Linked DNA regions of Bos taurus: region 1 is linked to region 2. The links are chromatin contacts, called in public Hi-C maps. All regions are on one chromosome and are shown on one strand. The core of a region is the stretch at or near the end of the contact, and the rest is flanking DNA. Distances in the headings are between cores, read along the strand shown.

Region 1 (5,611 bases), core at 545-3,044, 58 kb after region 2:
GGGCTCGCAGCGGCATGCGCCGGTCTCGGGGTTGCAGCGGCCGTGGGGACCGCAGGCGCACGGAAACTCGCAGCGGTCGCCCCAGCGGTCAGGTTGGCAGTGGCACACGCCGGTGGCCGGTTCGCACTGGCCGTGCGGGTGGCAGGCGCAGACCTCCCTGCAGTCGGGGCCCCAGTACTGGCCCGGGCAGCCTGCGACAGGGCAAGGGGGTACGGAAGAGGGTCAGCGGGCTCGGGGCAGGGCACGGATGCTCGCCGCACGCCCCCTTGTGTGCCAGGAGGGACCCTCCAAGAGCCCGGGACAGCCTGTCCCCCTGGGGCACAGCTCACTTCCTGCCCCCGACTCTGAACCATAAGGCTCCTTAAGTACTGGCCAGCCTCCCACTTCCACATTCCTGAACACACTTAAGAGTGGGAAAGGGGCCGGTCTAGAGCCACACGAAGTGGGTGGGCCTGCATTCGGGCCCCTCCTCCCTCTCTTTGGGTTCCCCCCACCCCCAACTGTGTCTCTCCAGGCCTGGAGGCTGCCCTTGGGGTAGCCACACACCCTCAGCGTCTCCTCTCAACCCCAACCCGTGGCGGCTGGCTACCCTCTGGCTAAACTGCCCACCAACCACTTTGCCAAGTCCCTCTTTGTGCCAGAGAAGGTGGACACTCCAGTCACTCTCCAGACTGGCATAAGGTGTATGAGACTGAGAGCGCATTCATTTTGCAGTTGACCGGAATCTCCAGCATCTTTCAGAAAGTTGAAAGGGAAGATGAACAGCCCAGAACTGAACCTGTGGGAGGACTTTGAGGATGGCGTAGAAACCAGATGACTCAGGGCATCCCCGGGAGTGCGTCATTTCCTGTCTCCGGACCTCAGTTTCCTCAGCAAAGCTTGGAGGGACTCTGGCCCTGCTCTTGTAAGATTACTTTGCTACCTGCTTCACCTCCCCTCTCCCCCAGTCCTGTCCGGCCCCTTTATCCTTCAGGAGATACTCAGGACTCACGGGAGTTGCACTGGGCTCCGAAGAATCCAGGTTTGCACCGACAGAGGCCTGGTTTCACACATACCTCGTCTTCCCGGCAGGCATCCAGCCCCTCGCAGATGGCTGAAAAACACCCCACCCAGGTTGGAAGGACAGGGGTGTGGCCAGGGGACACTCTGTCCCTCTCACTGGCTCCCGCCGCCCCTGCCTCCCTCAAGGGCTATTTCCTCAGGGGCGGGGGGTTGGGTCACAGGAGGGACCCTGGCACAAGGGCTCAGGAGGGCAAACAGACCCCAGGGTGGGTAGGAAGGAAGGGTCACTGGGCTCTGTCCTCCTTTATCCTCCAGTGGCGGGTGGGGTGGGGTGGGTGGGACCATCCTGGCTACTCACGGATGGTGCATTCTCGATCTTTCCGCCTCCAGCCTGGGCAGCACTGGAGCTCAGCAGAGGGACTGTGGGGCAGAGAGGGGTCAGCTGGGGGGGCAGCCTGGCCCTGCAGGTGGATCACTGTCACTGGCCTCAGCCCCATCTGGTAGGGCTGGCCAAGGTTTCACAGCCCCACGTCCGCAAACCCTTTCCGCTCTGTCCCTAGCCATCCCACCGCTTCCAGGCTGTCCCCGAGCCCCTCCTGCTTTAGCCCCTCTTTCTTCATGTCCTCTTCCCCCTCATCAGACTCCCACAAGACCCACCTGCTGGCCTTGCAGACGTGCCGCCCCCCGGCGTCCAGCTCAGACCCTGGGGCCCCCAGAGCCTCGAGCAGCAATAGAGGGAACAGCAGCCCCGGCCCCATGGCGGCCAGTGCAGCGGGAGGGCTTGGGTCAGTCTGGCCCCCACAGCGCCCAACCCCCTTCCTACTTCCTCCCCAGGCTTTTCCTGAGGAAACCAGGCTAGAGGGGCGGGCTGCCATGAGGCACCTCCCTGAGACAGTGGGCAGGCGCTGAGATGCAGACACCAGAATAGTGAAAGGAAAAGGGAAGGCCAATGGTGAGGGCTGAGTAGAGGCTTCTGGGCTGGTCTGAATCTGGAGCCGGCAGGAAGATGAGGCTGTAAGTTCCGGATCCCAGGACAGGCGAGCGGGTGAGCCATGGGAATCCATTAGATCACATTCCCCAAGGAAAGTCGGAGAGGGGAGAAGGCCCCCCCACCAGTGACAACCAAGGGGCCATCCTGGCAGAGCTGGGCAGGGGCGGATCACCGGCAGACAGACGTGGAGCTGTTTCTGGCTATCACGGGCAGTTGCTTTATTCCAACAGCTTAGGCCATCTGTACAAACAGCTGGGAGGAGGGCAGTTAGCTCTCCATTTCACAGACGGGGAAACTGAAACTCAGAGAAGCAGCACTTCTATCTGGCCCCCAAGGCTTGGCACAGAGGTATAGGAAGGACAGCATATTAAAAAGCAGAGACATTACTTTGCCAACAAAGGTCTATCTAGTCAAAGCTATGGTTTTTCCAGTAGTCATGTTTGGATGTGAGAGTTGGAAAATAAAGAATTGATGCTTTTGAACTGTGGTGTTGGACAAGACTCGTGAGAGTCCCCTGGACTGCAAGGAGATCCAACCAGTCCAACCTAAAGGAGATCAGTCCTGGGTGTTCATTGGAAGGACTGATGCTGAAGCTGAAACTCCAATAATTTGACCACCTGATGGGAAGAACTTACTCATCGGAAAAGACCCTAATGCTGCGAAAGATTGAAGGCAGGAGGAGAAGGGGACAAGAGAGGATGAGATGGTTGGATGGCATCACTGACTCAATGGACATAAGTTTGAGTAAACTCTGGGATGGACAGGGAGGCCTGGTGTGCTGCAGTCCATGGGGTTGTAAAGAGTCGGTCACCACTGAGCAACTGAACTGAACTGATAGGAAAAAAAGTAGGCTGAGCTCCCATCAGACTCGGACCAGGATTAGAGAAGAGCCAGGGAGGAAGGCAGGGAAGGAGGGAGCCTGGTCCTTTGAGGTCACACATCCAACCACAGACAGACTCCAAAGTCAGGCCTCTGGGGCAGCTGAGACTCCAGACAAAGATGTTCATTGAGAGCACAGCAGGACCCGTCAGGAGTCGGGGGCTGTCGGCCTGCCCACCGGCTCCTGGTGGGGTGGCTGCAGGGTCTCCTCTCCTCCTTGTAGCTGGCTGGGAGCCACACGGCTGGTCTCAGTCCCAGGGGCCTCTGCTTCACCCCGATACCACTGGCCAAAGCTGGGGGGAGACCAAGAGGTGTTTTGAGCCTGGCTGCCAGGGAGGTCAAGGACAGGGGCTGAGGGCAGCAGAGGGTGCTGTAAAAAGGGGACCCAGAGCAAGAAAGGGCAGCATGAGACAGGGGGCGGTAAAGGGGCCACCAGAGGAGCAAGAGGGGATGGGCATGCTACTTGCTTGGGGCAGCAGGAGGGAAGATGGGCCCCTCCACCCTCCACCCCTACCACATTCGTCCTTCCCTTCGTCAACATACAAACTCTGTATTCTGGACTCAGGGGCTGGGGGTTCAGAATGGTCTCCCTTATCGCTGGAGAGCAGGAGCCATGAGCCATCCTCATCGTCACTGAGGCAGAGAAGAGTGAAGAGAGGAGAGAAGACGTGAGGGTCCTTTATCAAGGCCCTGAGGGCCAAGGGGAGTCCGCTATGTTCAGCCTTCTGTGCAGCCCCCAGGAGCAGGAAGGGGAGGACAGAGCGACCTTGGGGCCCCCAAAGCTGGAGTGAAGGAAACTGAATCACTTTGCTGTACGCCTGAAACTGTCACACAACACTGTTAATCCACGATACGCCAACATAAAATAAAAAGTTAAAAAAAGAAAGCTGGAGAGAAGGAAAATCTGGGCAGACAGAGGACATCTTGAGGCTTTTCTTTTCTAGCCAGATACATAGCAGGCCGTGGACAGGCCTGCAGCTACGGCCTTACCTTTACCTGCCTGAGAACAAACAGATGCAGCCAAGACAAGAAACCAAAGAAACCGAAAACCGACTGTGGAGAAGCAGAGTCAGGATGTGCAGCAAACAGGGCAGGTGGGAGCAGCTGTGATCCAGTGAGAAGGCGGTGGGTTCAGCACAGCAGGCTTGGGGGGGTGGGGTGACCAGGTCAGGTTAGCAGGTTCCAGAGGTGGCTAAGCTAGGTGACAAGCACAGTCTGAGGCAATGGGTTCAGAAGGTGACTAGGCTCAGTGGGAATGGAGGCCAGGACTTACCTGCTCTCTGCTTCCTCTGGAGTCCCTAACATTTTGGCCTTAATCTTCTTCCGCTGCTTTTTGACAGCTACCTTCATGGCTTCGAGCAGAAGCCCAGGGACCCGGTGGTCTGTGAGCAGCTCCCTACGGAGGAGGAGGAAGGGCAGAGACAAAGCGGTGGGGATGCTAAGAATAGGTCTCGACTCAAGTACCTGTGCATGTTGTTCCCCCTTTTGGGAACACTCTGCCTTGCTAACTCCTCTGCCCCTGAGCTTAGGTGTCACCCCTCCTGGGAGTACTTCCCTGACAGCCGCTGCTGCTGACCCTCAGCACTGGCCCTCCCCCGTGTGGAAGAAGATCCAGGAGGGCAGGGACTATGTGACTCACGTCCTCCAGTGCCCAGCATGGTGCCTGGCACACGACACCGTGGACGTATCAACCACTCAAAGAATGAGGCGGGTGAACCGAGGCCAGGGAACAGGTGCTCCTGGCGCCCCCGAGCCTCCGGGCCCTGCCCAGCGCCCTCACCGCTGAAAGTAGGCCAGCTCCTCCTTCAGCAGGAACACGTTGGCTTTGAGCTCATTCCGCTCCTGAAGGATCTGCTGAACCTCCTCTCGACTGAAGCTGCACTGCCCTGCCTTGGCGGGGAGCCCTGGCGGCAGTGGGGCATCCGCCTGTGGAAGGACAGGCTTGGTCAGGGGGCGCCTCGGTTGGACAGGGACGCGAGAGGACTGGCAGGGAGCCTCGGGAGGCCAGGGCGCTACCATGGGTGCCAGGCCGGGGCTCTGGCTGAGAGTAGGGGCGGAGGCCGGCTGGGGGCGCACACTCGTAACCACCTTCTAGCTAGCCTGTTGGCCCTGCTACGCAACACAGCAAAACTTTCCCGAGTGCCCACCGAGAGCCGGACCGGTCCCTCACTGGGCACTCACCGGGTCCTCGGGGGTCCCCGGGGCTCTTGTGCCCGCGGCCGCCCGCTCGGACTCCCGCCTCTGTTCGCACCCGGGGCCCGCGGCCTGGCCCTGCACCGGCTCTGGAGGCGGCTCCACGGCCGCTTCGCGCCGCTGCTCTCGTTCGCTCTCGCGGTCCCGCGCGGCGCGTAGCTGGGTTTGTACCGCGGCCAATTTCTGCCGCAACTCCGCATTCACCAGCAGGAGGCGCTGCAGCTGCTCCTGCAACTGTGGGCGGAGCCAAGGGACTGGTGGGCGGGGCGCCTGAGGGCCTGCAGGGCCCCGCCCCCCGCACGTTGCCCCGCCCCGCCCTCACCGCCTCGGTCTCCTGGCTGCGCTGCAGCAGGTCGCGGTTGTACGCCCGGAGTTCGTCCCGCTGGCGGTCGGTCACCTCCTTGAGCTGCCGCAGCAGAGCGCGCTCCTCTGAGGAAGGGGCGTTCTCAGCGGCGGGCCCGCGAGAGGGGGAGTCCTGAGCCGCCCCGACCACGGAGCTCCGCAGGCCCGCACTCACCCTGTGGTCCAGAGCGCAGCTCTCTGCGG
Region 2 (6,490 bases), core at 410-2,909:
TAAGCCCCATACACTACTGGCTCCGGACTATTTTCCACCCTGAACTCTGGTTTCTCAACGCCTGCTCCTTTCCACGTGTACACACCCTGCAGGCAGGTGGGCGAGAGAGAGAGGTCGAAGCTCCCACTTCGGCTGCGCTGGGGGCTGCTGGGCACAACACAGGCTGTGTCCTTGTGGCCTCAGTACACTTCCCAGTGGGAAGGGCCCTTGCTAATCAGCACTGCCCCAAACTGCACTCCATTGTCAGTGGCTTTCAAATGTTGGGGAGGGGGGCAGCTGCACCAGAATCACCAGGTGGGGCTTAGCAAAGAATAGACTTTAGTTTCCCTCTAGGTCAGAGGCAAGCCCCCGGGGCTATGTTATTAACACGCACCCCAAAAGCTCCTGCTGCAGGTAGAACCTGGGCCACACCTGGGGTGGGGTGGCTGGGGTTGTTAAAACCATTCCCCAGCTGCCCACCACACCCCTCTGGAGAGCACAGCCCACCAGCACTGAGCTAACTTCACCTCGTCCAGCATTTCCCAAATCTGACTACAAAACTTTTAAAAAATTATGTATTTGGCTGCACCGGGTTCTTAGTTGAGACATGTGGGATCTAGTTCCCTGACCAGGGATTGAACCCAGGTCCCCTGCATTGGGAGTACAGAGTCTTAGCCAATGGACCACCAGGGAAATCCCAAAACTTTTTTTAAAAATTAAAATAACCTTCACATTTTCCAGAACTAGAGTTTTTAGGAATGCTTTGGGAGAAATGTTCATCTCACACTCTCTCCTTTAAAAAAAAAAAAAAAAGTGTTTAAAACAAATACCCGCTTTTGAGTATTTGAGTGGACGAAGCCTAGGGAGGTGAGTTTCAGGGGCTCAACTGTGACAGGAAGCTCAGGTCTGGGCCTGGGTCTGCCCCTTCCCATCACCACCCATTCCTCCCGCCACATCCTGCCCCTGCTGTCTTTGAGGCTGCGGCTTGTCTGGGGTCACCCTGCGTCCTGAACCCAGGAGGAACCCTTGGTGTGGCTGACTGGTGACAGGAAGCCTGAGCAGGGATGAAAGGGGGTCAGGATTAGCCTGTCTGGCTGGGATAAGCAGCAGAGGAGCGGGTGGCCACACTTCTAAGGTGTCTGCACAGGCCTGATGTGTTAGGGCTGGGGCAGGGGAGAAAGGTCTTTTCCTGGCCCACCGCCCCTCCCAAGACAGCAATCACACCCAGAGAGAGATGTTACCCAGAGTCGGCAGCTGGGGACAACTGGGGCTGCTCAGTGGCAGAAAACTTTGTCCTGCCTTTTCTTCTCAAGCTCAAAACAGGCACATGGAGTCATGAATTGATATGCTAGAAGGGGGCATCCCTTACCAGTAGGGAAGTGGATTTATTGCTTTATAAAAAGGAGTCTGATAAAACTGAAAACATATAACCTAAAAATCCACCCACCCCTCTCAGAACTCCCAGGAAGCCTCAGACACATTTCTGAGCGCAGTCAAGGTGGGTGGGTTGGTAAGCCAGGCCCGCCTGGCAGAGGAAAGGTGGCCTCACCCAAGTAAACAGCTCCAGGGCCCCTAGGAGTCTGCCAGCAGGGGGCGCTGTGGCCCCGCAGCTGGGACAAGCTTGGCCCTGAACAGGGCTGGCTCCCAGGCGCTGGGCTTGCTGCAGGCCTGGCCAGCTGGGGGCAGCTCTGGGAGGATAAGTGCAGTCACCCAGAGCCCACACCCTGCCACCACCCCCACACACATTTCTCATACCCAGCACATGCAAACACAGCCCACACATCCACACCCCCTCGGCCTCTCACAAATTCACCTCCCCACCCAGGCCTGGACCTCCAGGACTGTCAGCCGCAGCCTCACTTCCACCCCCCACAAAAACAGCTGTGTGTGTGTGTGTGTGTGTGTGTGTGTGTGTGATATGCCCTGTTGGTGCCCCCTTAATTCCCTTCAGGTCACAGCCTGGACAGAGGGTGGCAGTGGAGACATGCCCCCACTCAAGTCCTGAGGGAAGAGGGAAAGGGCCGCTGCCCGGCCTTGTCCATGGTTCCCACGTGACCATCCAGCCCTCCAGACCCTTCCCAGGCTAAGCTGGAGGGGGGAGGACAGGGGGCGGGGGGGCGCTTCCCCACAGGCCTTGAACAGGAGGACAAGCCATGGACAGGCCACAAAGGAGTTAGCACCAACAACAGGAAGCGGGTCCTTCCTTCCTCAGGCAGCTCTGACTGGCCGGGGGAGGAGGTGAGGGGCCAGGCTGGGGGTGGGGGTGTGCAGACAGAGCAAGCCTTTGTCCTCAGGCAGGCGTGGTCGGTGGACATGCAGCCGAGGGGCAGGAGGCGGGCAGTGGATGGCAGACCCCTCTACTTTGGCTAGAGGCAGAATCCGGACACACTTCAGGGGAGAGGGTCTGCTAGCCCAGGCGGTCCTCCTGGCTTCTCCTGCAGGCACCACGGAGCCCCGAGGCTCAAGGACCCCTCGAGGGTGGCGGAGTGAAGTCCAGAGCCTCCCTGCCTCCAGCAGGAGGAGAAGCGTCTGTCCCGGCCCTCTCCCATCCGTCTGTCCACCGCAGAGCTCCGAGGCAGGACCAGGGCCCTTCGAGGGAGCGTGGACTCCAACACAGTGAAGGACAGGATCCTGGGGTTGGGGGCGGGCGGGAGTGCGTGGAGGTCCTCTGGGGTGGGGACGAGGACACCGCGAGTCACTGAAGCGAGAGGGCAGGAGGCCGCGATCCCGAGAAGGCAGGCGCTACACAAAAGCCTCCTGGTTGGACGAGCCGTTGAGCTTGAGGAAAAGCTTGTCGTCCTCTCTCTTCCGCTCTAGCTGCCTCTCCAGCTGGCGCCGGTAGCAGATGAGGTAGAGGGGGAGGCAGAAGCCCAGCATGCTCACGACCAGCAGGCCCACGTTCACCTGGGGGGCAGGGACGAGAGTGGCCGTCACGAGGGGCAGGGACCACAGCACGTGTGGGCTGCAGTCCTCGTGCAGCCAGACCCTTCCTCGCTCTCAAGGTTGGGATTGAGGCGAAGGTCACAGGAAAAACAAAGGAGGAGTTTCAGGAGGTCCGAGGGCCTGTCATCCCACATTCTGGCATCAGGATTCCCCAGTAGTCCACGGGCCACACCAACGTGCTTATCTGAAGGTCCAAGGGTGTGGTGGGATTGGGACAAGCTCACAGAACCTGGTTATGAATCCTAGCCTCTGGCAGGAGTGGCAGGGACAGCAACTCGGTTCCATTTACCCCAAAATCAGGTCCAGAGGTTGAGACTCTGAGCTTCCACTGCAGGAAGTGTGGGTTTGATCCTTGGTTGGGGAACTAAGATCCCATATGCCACACAGCATAGCCAAAATTAATTTTTTTTTAAGAAACGGATAGAAAGGATACTCTTCCCCTCTTGCTCCCCAGCCTATTCACAAGGGATCCCTGAACTGACCCTAACCAAAGTTCCAAACTGCCTGTGCTGGGGTTCTGGAACACGCTGAGATGCCTCCCAGCTCCCAGTCAGCAGAGTAGAGCGGATGCCCATAACCCGGCGCCCCCCAAACCTTCTTACCCACAGAGGGTCTCCCTGGAGGGGACCCATCATAGCCAGAAACAGGGGCTGCTGCAGGAGAGCGAAGAGGGCGCTGATCAGGGACTGCAGGCCCGTGAGGCTCCCAAACTGTGTGGAGGGGTACCTGCCAGGACAGGAGAGGGCCTGTCACCGCGGGGCCCACTGTCCGGCTTCCCGGATGCTCCTCGGCCTCAGCCTGGCCCCACTTGCCGGTGCCCCCAGGCTGCAACTTGAGGTATCAAAGGAGATGTGGGAACAGCTTCAGAGGACAGTCCGGTGTCCATCTTTGGACTGCTTTGTGATGAGCAGTTCCATGCAGAGAATTTCCCTCTTGGACCAGCATGAAGGCCCTGGGGCCCACGGGTGCCTGGCCGAGCCGAGTGGACAACATGATTCCGGCAGGAGTCTGTGGCTCGGGAGCTAGGCCCAGGGAGCAGGTGGGAGGCTGGGCCGGGCTTGGCTGCACCTTCATCCAGAGGAGCATTGTATAATCACGGAAACATAGCATCACAGCCCTCAGCCGACTCCCTCAGACTCCGCCAGGGTGGCCTCAACTTCCTCTAGGTCTTGGGGCGGGGAGGGTGGCGTGGGGTGGAGCATGCAGACCTGGGATGACCCCCATGGGATGCTCTTGGGAGCGGGGAGAAAGTTCTGGCATAATCTCAGGACATTAGGCATCGTGGCTTAGCAAGGAATGGCTGCAGGAATGAGCCTGTCTTTGGTCAGAGAGAGACAGCGGATGGTGTTTGGGTTCTGGTGTTTGAGCCAAGCCCCAGCCTGAGGAAGACGAACAACTATGGTTCCTTAGGTGTGTGTGGCCTCTTGGAAAAGGAGGCAGGTTTCACTTTAGCCAAGGGCTGAGAAAACTGCGGGCAGACCAGCCCTTTGAGGCCCTGTGTGGGCTCTGTCAGGTACATTCAGGGCTCAGTTATTTATGTCGCTGCTGCCACTGAAGGCCATTTGAAGGTCAACATTCAGATGCATGTAGCCAGAACTCACCCCTGCGCTTCCCATGAGCAGTCAGCAGCAGCCCCAGGACTCAGCTGAGCAGCAGCCCCTGAGGCCGTAACGATACCGAGCTGCACCCTAGCTGGGGGAACTGACTTCGTGTTAAATGCCAAGGCTTGTGGGCACCCAACTGTCTGCCCACTGACCTGTTCCCACCGAGTACGGCCTTCTCCTGACACACCCCACAGAAACCCTAATATCTAAGACAAGAGGAGGAACCTCAGGTAGACAAGATGGTCCCCTTCAGGCCCTCAGCCCCACCTGGAAGCCCCCTCAGGTCATCCATCCCCTTACCCTCAGCCACCAGGCCACCCGCAGCCCCCAGGACTTACACGGCGGCATATAAGCCCCCGACGGCCGAGTGGATGAATCCTCGCACGATTGTGTGCAGGATGAAGGAGAGGATCTGAGATGGGGAGAGCAGAGTGTGAGCAGGAGACATGGAGGGTCTCCCTTTGTCCCCCTGCCCCAAAGCTCCCAGGGTCCTGAGTGGTGGGAGCACTGGCACCCTGGAGTCGGCTTGGCCAGTTCGCCATGGCCAACTCCCGAATGCCAAAAATTCTGAGCCAATTGTTCAACACAGTCATTACTAACAACTCCATTGCATTAAAGGTACAATTTAGTGACAATTGACCCTTGGACAATGTGAGGGATTAGGGGTGCTGACCCTCTATGCAGCCACAAATCCACATTAAACTAATACTCTGGCCTCTGTATCCACAGTTTCATATCCTCAGATTCAATCACCCACTGATTGTGCGGTACATATTTACTATTGAAAACAGTCCAAGCGTGAGTGGAACCGCACAGTTCAAACTTGTGTTGTTCAAGGATCAACTGTGCACTGAAAACAAAGTTCATGAATACTCAAAGCCCATCACATCTTGATCACTTCATTCTGTTTTACTATTACCTCTAGTCTTAAGGTTTTTTAAGTCTACTGTAGATATTGGGTTGGTTAGGGTTTTCCCCTGAACATCTTAAGGAAAAACTCTAACGAACTTTTTGGCCAGGTGGCACGGTGGTAAAAGAATCCACCTGCCAATGCAGGAGGTGCAAGAGACGCGAGTTCGATCCCTGGATCGGGTAGATCCCCCGGAAGACAAAATGGCAACCCACTCCAGTATTCTTGCCTGGGAGATTCCATGGACAGAAGAGCCTGGAGGGCTATAGTCCATGGGGTCGCGAAAGAGTAGGATACGACTTAGCAACCGAGCATGCATAATATATATATGACGGTGTGTTATCGTGTGACAATGGACAATGTATTGTTTGATACTAGCCATGATGAACACATTTACACCATGGAAATTGCCAAACATGAGAAACCAAGGCTCCCGCTACCCCACTCCCATCTAAAGTCTGCCATCAGGTGTATGTATGGACACGGCACTAGGTAGGAGGTCACCGATCATCACTCCCGCCTTTTGGGACCCGAGGGCTGTGCCCCGGTCTCCCAGCCTGGTCCTCCAGGCCCTACTGGCAGATGGCTGTCCCCCTCTCCTCTCACTCGCTTTCCTAAGGAAAGGCCACTGCTGGCAGGCTGAGCAGGCCCTTGTTAACGATTCCTGAGAGCCACGAGCTGTCTACTTTGCTGCCGGGACCCTTTGTTTGTTCTCTGCACACAGCCCTGTCATCAGGCGCAGCAGCCAAGCCCTGTTTCCGGGAATGTGGGCGGCGGAGGCAGGGGGACTGCTCTCTGCGGCGCTGTGAGAGGGCTGTGCCCGAAAGCACACGCATCCCTTACAGGCTCCCCCTTTGCACCCCAAAGGCTGTGCTGCCTCTTCACAACTTGTCTTTCAGTAAGAACTGGTTAAAACAAAAAGCAGATCGCAGTCCTCACTGACCACTGCCCCGTGACTGGACAAGGTGGTCAGGGCAAGGGTCTACCGGTCTTGCAGAGAGGGCCACCACCACCAGGAGGCTGGGAAGGCACCAGGGATGTGCCAGTACTCCCG

The links. Hi-C and Micro-C count contacts between places; a contact is called where the count stands out from the background.
Region 1: a contact with region 2 is called in a Hi-C map of liver, with 3 times the contacts expected there. The contact joins the promoter of SCARF1 here to the enhancer-like site in region 2. A contact is called at or near these places in 4 of 11 Hi-C or Micro-C datasets (blastocyst, liver, skeletal muscle and 1 more).

Annotation. Positions count from the first base shown.
Region 1 is chr19:22,747,154-22,752,764 of ARS-UCD2.0, forward strand. SCARF1 (scavenger receptor class F member 1) reads right to left here and starts at 1,795. Exons shown (of 10, transcript XM_024980701.2): 1 at 1,660-1,795; 2 at 1,361-1,422; 3 at 992-1,093; 4 at 1-191. The coding sequence starts at 1,760. RILP (Rab interacting lysosomal protein) reads right to left here. Exons shown (of 8, transcript XM_002695683.7): 2 at 5,583-5,611; 3 at 5,388-5,494; 4 at 5,054-5,299; 5 at 4,653-4,798; 6 at 4,146-4,268; 7 at 3,416-3,505; 8 at 2,187-3,165. The coding sequence ends at 3,021.
Region 2 is chr19:22,689,317-22,695,806 of ARS-UCD2.0, forward strand. It overlaps SLC43A2 (solute carrier family 43 member 2), which reads right to left. Exons shown (of 14, transcript NM_001075546.1): 12 at 4,865-4,938; 13 at 3,525-3,648; 14 at 1,345-2,883. The coding sequence ends at 2,722. Among named protein-coding and RNA genes, the nearest start is that of PITPNA, 14 kb to the left of the region's middle. Within about 2 kb of position 1,660, at least 26 of the 102 cell types and tissues checked have an H3K27ac peak or open chromatin away from gene starts, as enhancers often do. A contact at or near this core is called in liver and skeletal muscle, where this site is marked.